2 separate regions of the Sus scrofa genome follow, and region 2 is linked to region 1. Evidence: chromatin contacts called from public promoter capture Hi-C data. All regions are on one chromosome and are shown on one strand. The core of a region is the stretch at or near the end of the contact, and the rest is flanking DNA. Distances in the headings are between cores, read along the strand shown.

Region 1 (3,589 bases), core at 12-2,511:
TTCATTCAAATTAAATCCCCCCAAACACACACGCACATAAGCTGACATGGATCAACATCATTTGACCCAACCTCAGCAGAAAAGTAGACGATGAAATAACGGGGTATGGTTCAGGGATTCCCCCACTCTCCTCTGCTTAACTACTTGGTACTCCCGCTGAGTGACCTACACTCACTCCTCCAGGGTAGGCTTCCTTCAATAGAAAAGACTGTCATGTAGAACTCTGAAGAAAAGCTGGCAGCTAGGAAAAGAAGTAGAAAGAGGAAGAGCAAGGGCTAGAAAGAGCGTTGGGGGAAGGCTAGCACCCTGGGGAAGAAGCCCAGCAGCTTCTCTGCACAAATTACTCACCAAATGCTCCCGGTAAGCATTCATCAAACCAGAGCCAGCTACCCTAATACCTTACCTTTCAAAACACCTATGCTGAGATTTAGAAGGAGGGGCAACAGATGACAGCGCTCTTTCTAACAGCCTTCTGACCCCGAAAAACCCCAGGTTCAAAGAGAAGGACAAGGTGAAATAGCTGCTGGCAGCCAACTCTGCTGACTGGACAGCACCGATAAGGGAACCACATAACGGCAAGGGGGTGGGGCGAGAGTGAGCGCTGGAGAGCGCACCCACCAGCCTGTGGCCTTTTGGATGCCCGGCTGGGGATGCCCTGGTCAGAGGTGCTGAGGAACAAGTGAACTGCAAGACCAATTAGGAAGAGCAAATGGACAGTGCAGGAGGAAAGGAAGAAGGATGGCACAGGATGGAGGAAAGACTGAAGAAGGGTGGGCGAGACAGAGGGGACTTGGCGCAGGAAAGAAGTTTTTGGGGTGGTAATAAAAATAAGTGCACGTTACCTTGCAACCTTCCCTCTGGACCAGGGAGTGCGGGGCCTTCCGCCGCAAAACAGCAATAGAAACTCCAGAGGCAGAGCAGAGGAACTGAGTTTCGCATCCTTCCCCACAGCACCCCCTTCCCCAAAATGAGACTTTTAAAAAGATAAAAAAACAAACCAAACAAACAAACAAAAAGAAAAAAACCACCTCTCGAAGTTTCCAGCAGTCCGAGCCCTTAAGACCCTAAGTGGGATCAGACAGTGGTGGCCTTAGACAGCTGAAGGTGGAGAAGGTGAAAAATGAAAACTTGGCTAAACTGAGCAGCGGGGTGGTGGAGTGAGTGTGAAAGGGCTTGAACCAGAACCAGATCTGCCCTTCCCTGTGCCTCCCGCCCGGGAAGCCTGGGCTTGCCACTGTCACACCGCGCGAGCTGCCACCGCGCGAGCTGCCCGGCGAGGTAGTTTTTTAAAGTATTGGAGTCATCTGACCCATCGCCAGATGGTGATTTGCATAATTTATTCCCGTCCCTGGACTCTGATTGGTCACACCTTCGCTGACGTCCGAACCAAAGACTCCCCAAAGTTTGAATGAAAGCGCCACACACCCACCGCGTGGACTCTCCGCACGCGCTGCCTTGCTTTCTCCCCCGGCAACTCCGCCAGCAGCCGGGCTCCTGCCACCACACTTTTTCCTGGTGTCCACTCCCGGACCCTAGATTCTCCCCTCGACCCTGCTGCCCAAGGGGGATCATTACCCCAAACCGCTGCTCCCGCCGCGCTCGCGATTCCTGGAGAAGGAAGGTTATCCTCTCCCAGGCGCAAAGCCAACCCCGCGCCGGAACTGATCTCTCCTCGCCCAGGGCCAAGGGTCCAGATGGACGAAAGCCACCTGGTCCCCCTGTGGTCCTTCTTTTTTCCCTTTCCTCCTGCCTTCCTGCTCTGCGAGGCCCACGACAGGTGCAGACGTCGTGATCGGACAATAACTAGGCAGAGCTGAGTTGCTATGGGCTGTGGTCTGGGCATCAGGATCGCTCAGATCCTTCTCGGTCAGTCCTCGCTCCGCCACTAGCTGCAACTAGTGACTAGCCGTCCAACTTCTCCAAGACCATTCCTTCCTTCCCAGAACGCGGATGGTAACAGTTCCTGCCGCTTAGGAATTTGGGGAAAAATTAAAAGACCTACTCTGGGACAGCGCTTAGTGCTGCGCCTGCCACGTGGTAAGCGCTCTCTTACCTGGGGGTGCAGGACTAGAGGGATGCCGGGGACATTCCTCAAAGGAATAGTGAGCCAAGCGTGGGGGTCTCAGACCGGTAACCAGCGCCAAGTGTCGACCTATTGAGTGGAATTAAGCAGCAGCGTCTTCTCCCTCCTCTTTTTTTTTCCTCCTCTCCTTCCTGTAATGATACGCGCGTCCCTGCTCCTGCCCCCTAGTGCTGGCTCCAACTCCGCCCGAGGGACCCCGAGACCGAGGGCTGCGAGCCGGATTCAGCACCTGACGCAGGGGAGCCTGGATTGAGCCCGGGGCGCTTGCCAGTCTTCCGCTGGGACCACTTGGGGGCGGTTGCGTCTCAACAGCCCTCGGGGAATGCCGAGGGGATGGGAGAGGTTGAAAGCGCCAAGGACTCCTGCCTGGTTCTCGCTAGACCTGGTTCTGCAAGACTGCACCTTCGACCGCAAGTAACCCCGCGGTCGCTGGGAAACTGGTCCTGTTCTTGCCTGGGGAGGAAAACTGCCAGAGCAGCCCGGAGCCCCTTCCTCCCCTAGTGTCAGGGCCCCCGCCTGGAAGGTCTGTGTGGGGAAACCATCTGGAGGAGCAGGTCCTGTTCTGACCTATCCTCACTACTGTGTTACTCCATTTGCCAACGAAGCACCCTTTGTCCCTCCTGTGTTCTCTAATTCTTTAAGAGGCAGGCTGGCTTCACTTTTTGCGTGTAAAACTCAATGCACTTTATAGGATGGTAAATGGCACCCCAAAATGTGTACTTCCTTCCTCTTACTACTCTCCTTCTCCACTGGCAAATTATACAAACATAAGTCAAATATCATTTCCATTTTAGAGAGGGAAACCTGAGTCCTGGGAACAGGCTTCAAGTCTCCACCACCAGATCTCTCTCTTCTGCTCTTGGTTTGATTTAGCCTGTTGACCTCTAGATATGAGCCCTTGGGAACTACATCTCCATCTTTTCCATGGTTGAGGCAATGAGTAACCTATGAGTCAAAATTCCAATTCTCTGTTCTGAGTTACTCAAATCTTAGTCCCTAGAAATTTGACAGTGTGAAGGGTGTGTCTTGGAGGCCTTTGTCAGAAGTGAGATTCCCTAGGAGACCTAGGTACTCCTACAAAGTTGGTTATCCTACCTGGAAAAAAAAAATAGATTCAACAAGATCAACGTCTTTTTTTTTTTTTATCTGCCAAGGTTATGAAACCATTTACTTTTTATTGCTGGTTGGTTAGAGTGCCCTCCTGTGTCTCTGTATTAAAACATCATGTGAGAACTTCCAAAGGGCATAATGAAATTACAATCACAGCATAGAGTAATGTATAACATCAATGTTTGTTATCCTTTATATTTTCCAGAAGGACCATGAGGCAATCTGGGGAGCCTCCTGTGGAGGAAGTCCCTGTCTGGAGAGTTTCAGCAGAAACTTCTGTTTATGTCATAGTCAAAATGTCAGGGTCTCAGGTTACTCCAGTAAAGGACTCTGGTCACTCTTTTAGGCAGCCCATCATTGGAAAACAGCTTCCTATGTTAGAAGGATGAATCCCAC
Region 2 (3,580 bases), core at 721-3,220, 230 kb before region 1:
TTGCTCAAATGAAAGAAACAGAAAAAGAAAAGGAATAAACCAGAGGATCGAATTACAATAGCTGGTGAGAAAAAGGGAACAATGGCTAAATGGGAGTTGGATGGGAAATGAATGATGTACATCTGTAACTATGGACATGTTCTAATTACATTTTGAAAGCCTTGAGTGGTTTGGATTACAAGAATCCAATTCAATCCTGAACACATGGAAATTTTCCCTTAAAAGAGTAAACAAATACTGACCTCTAACATGAACTAAGGTATTCCTGGGGTGAAGTGTACTAAGGTCTGCGTAAATAAATAAATAAGATGGTTTGATGGAAGAAGAGAGGAAATGATACAGCAAATATGGCAAAATGTTAAGGGTAGAATACAGTCAGTGAATATACCAGTGTTTGCTCTTTCTATGTTTCTTTCTACTTTTCTGTAAGTTCGAGAAAGTTTTCACAATAACAACACTGGGTTAAAAAAAATAGGAGTTCTTGCTGCAGCGCCGGGATGCAGTTTTGATACCCCACCCAACACGGAGCCAGTGGTGTAAAACGCTAGAGCAGCTCTGATCTGATCCCTGACCCAGGAACTTCCATATGCCGAGTGGCGGCCCAAACAAAAAAAAAAACAAAAACAAAAACAAAACACCCCAAACCCAAACAAACCAAAAAAAAAAAAAAAAAACCCACAACAACAAACGATGTGACAGGGCCACGAAAGTGTTTGAAGAGAAGGCATTCGCTGTTGGCTCAGAAAACCTCAGAGCCTCCCACCACCCCTTATCAGAAGCCTGAGGCAGCCTGGCCGGCCTCCAAGCCCTGGCGCTGAGAATCTGCCCCATCTCTGCCCGGATCGCCTCCTGCTACCCTGGTCTCAGATCGTTCTCAGCACAAACTCCATCACCTGGTTCCCAGATCTCAGATTGCGCAGTGGTCACGTCATCATCGACCAGGGCTCACAGTTACAGCGGCAGAGGCATCCCTAACCTCCCTCATCCCTAGCCTAACCAGCTGCCCCTCCTCTTCCCCCCAACCCCCGTTCCCGGCCCCCACCTCGCCAGTCACGTATTATAATCCTCTCAGGCTCCAGGCCAGCAGCAGCGCTGCCAAGCCATGGGGCCCAATCATATAAGGAAAATACTGCGGCTTCATTCGGGGCCTGCAAAGTGGAACAGGGGGCGCCTCCGCCCTAAAACAGTCGCTACACTCCTAGGGCGCAAACCTCCCCGCCCCCTCCCGGGACCTATTTCCCCTCCCCCGCCCAGAGGCCTAGGCCTTTGCCAGCGGTCTGGGCAGTGGCCTACCCAACCTGCAAAATGGGCTTAGCCAATCCCCCCTCGCCATCTTCCACGCTCCGCCCATTCGACTTCCGGCAGCGCCGCACCAACTGATCTTCAGCTTTTGCGGAAGGTGGGGCAGGTTTATAAAGGCTGGGAAGAGAATGGATAGGGTAGAGTCAAATTATTTTTTTTTTCCCCCTGGGGGAATAGAGAATGGGAGTTTCCGTTGAGGAAATGAACCTGACTAGTGCCCATGAAGATAAGGTTCATTCCTGGCCTCGCACACTCAGTGGGTTAAGGATCTATAGATAGCAAATGGGGCTAGGATCTAGTGTTGCTGTGACTGTGGATAGGCCGGCAGCTGCAACTCGGATTGGACCCCCTAGCCCGGGAACTTCCGTATGACGTGGCTGTGGCCCTAAAAAAAAAAAAAAAAAACCACACAGAGATAAAGTCCTAAAAACGATGTGAGGGAAAAATCCGCTCACGAGGACCCTAGTCCCAGTGCCTCCGCCCCCACCCAGTCCTGTGGGATGGCGCTTAGAGGGCTGAGAGTTCCAAAGCGGCGGATAACTGGCTGGGTGCCCAATGTGTGAGAAGGCAGGGGCGCGGCCCTGCTGGCACCGCCCCCTCGCTCCTAAAGTCTGCAGGACCTCGCGCGGCCGGTCTGCATCGAGGAGGACCCTACGCTGCAGCCACCATGGCTCTGCTCCGAGGTGAGCGCCTCCGGCCCTTGTGGTCTGGTCTAGGAGGGAATCTGCGTCGCCTGCACAGAAAAGGGGACTTGGAAGAAATGCAACGCCGAAAGCATTGTTTGGGTTCAGGAGAAAACATACTTGTAAGGCACTGTTTATAGTAACCTCTGCAACTTCCAGTTGAGAGGACAGTTTGCTCACTTCCGACCTTGAAGGTCATTTTTCGTCTCCGCGGGGTAGTGACTCACCCTGTGGTTCAGCGATCTGGGAGGCGGCGGAGCCTGCTCAGTAAGCCGGGGCCAGAGGAGTACCTTTCAGATGAACCCGGTGGGCTCGGCCTTGGTCAAGGCGTGGGCAAGACTTGGGGGAAGTATGGATGTTTTTTTGGGGTGTCCAGGAAATTTCTGCCGCAGTGACCGTCTCCTCTAACATGCTTGTTAGCGTTCTGTTGGAGAACCTGACCTAATCCCCCTTTCCCTTCCATTTCTTTTGAGTGACTCCAGAAACCAGAAACGTGTAAATCACTGAAGACGTAAATTCTGTAGTTTTGGTTTTTTTGTTTTTTGTTTTTTGTTTTTTTACTGCACCCAGAGCGTGCAGAAATTCCTGGGCCAGGGACGGAACCCGAGCCACAGTAGTGACAGCGATCAGTCCTTATCCATTAGGCCACCAGGGAACTCCTATGGTTATTAACTTAAAAAATTATATGAACTCTGCTTTTCATAACAAATGGTCACAGTAAATGGAATTTTAAAAGTTCATCCTTGTAGTTCCTGACATGAACCCGACTAGTATCCATGAGGACTTGGTTCCATCCCTGGCCTCACTCAGTGGGTTAAGGATCTGGAGTTCCCATGAGCTGTGGTGTAGGTAGCAGATGCTGCTGGCTGCTCGGATCTGGCATTTCTGGGGCTGTGGTGTAGGCTGGCAGCTACAGCTCTAATTTGACCACTGGTCTGGGGGCATATGCTGAAAGTGTGGCCCCAGAAAGACAAAAGAAAAGAAAAGCTCATGCTTATTTTGTGTCCTTTGAAGAACCTTCCGATAGAACAGTTTATGTATATTAAAAATGACTTCAGGTCTCATGTTTGAGGAATTGTGTTCATGATGGTACTGCTTATAGAGTGAGAAAAACTGAGGAGACTTAACTTGGAAGAGAATATTGAGCCGCTCAAGTGCAGATGACAGGTAGGCAGTTGGAAAGGGGTATCTGGGGCTCAGAAAAACCTAAATGACCTGTGAACAGTGCAAGTGAAAAATGGGATTTCCGAAACAAAATGTTTCCTATAATTGGATTTAATTTTTCAGTGCTCTTTCCAACTCTGAATTTAATAAAGCAGCATATTGACTTTTTTAGATGAGTTATGCAAAAAACCCAAATCATGTAAAAGCTGCATTATCATCAGCTATCTTCTTTAAAAGAAAATAGTATTTTTGTTGATTTCTCTATTTTTATTTTTTATTTTATTTTATTTTATTTTTTTTTTTGTCTTTTTGCCATTTCTAGGGCCACTCCCACGGCATATGGAAATTCCCAGGCTAGGCGTCTAATCGGAGCTGTAGCCACCGGCCTACACTACAGCCACAGCAACGCCAGATCCGAGCCACATCTGTGA

The links. Promoter capture Hi-C pulls out the DNA fragments that hold promoters and counts their contacts.
Region 2: a promoter capture Hi-C map of liver shows a contact between it and region 1, with 6 times the contacts expected there. The contact joins the promoter of ACAA2 here to the promoter of LIPG in region 1. A contact is called at or near these places in 1 of 5 promoter capture datasets (liver), 2 of 47 Hi-C or Micro-C datasets (heart right ventricle and skeletal muscle) and 1 of 2 datasets of contacts at active chromatin or transcription factors (skeletal muscle).

Annotation. Positions count from the first base shown.
Region 1 is chr1:99,079,612-99,083,200 of Sscrofa11.1, reverse strand. It overlaps LIPG (lipase G, endothelial type), which reads right to left and starts at 1,261. Exons shown (of 10, transcript NM_001243029.1): 1 at 843-1,261. The coding sequence starts at 939.
Region 2 is chr1:99,309,149-99,312,728 of Sscrofa11.1, reverse strand. It overlaps ACAA2 (acetyl-CoA acyltransferase 2), which reads left to right and starts at 1,970. Exons shown (of 10, transcript NM_001167638.1): 1 at 1,970-1,985. The coding sequence starts at 1,970. It overlaps LOC102158467 (a long non-coding RNA gene), which reads right to left and starts at 1,395. Exons shown (of 3, transcript XR_002344322.1): 1 at 1,299-1,395.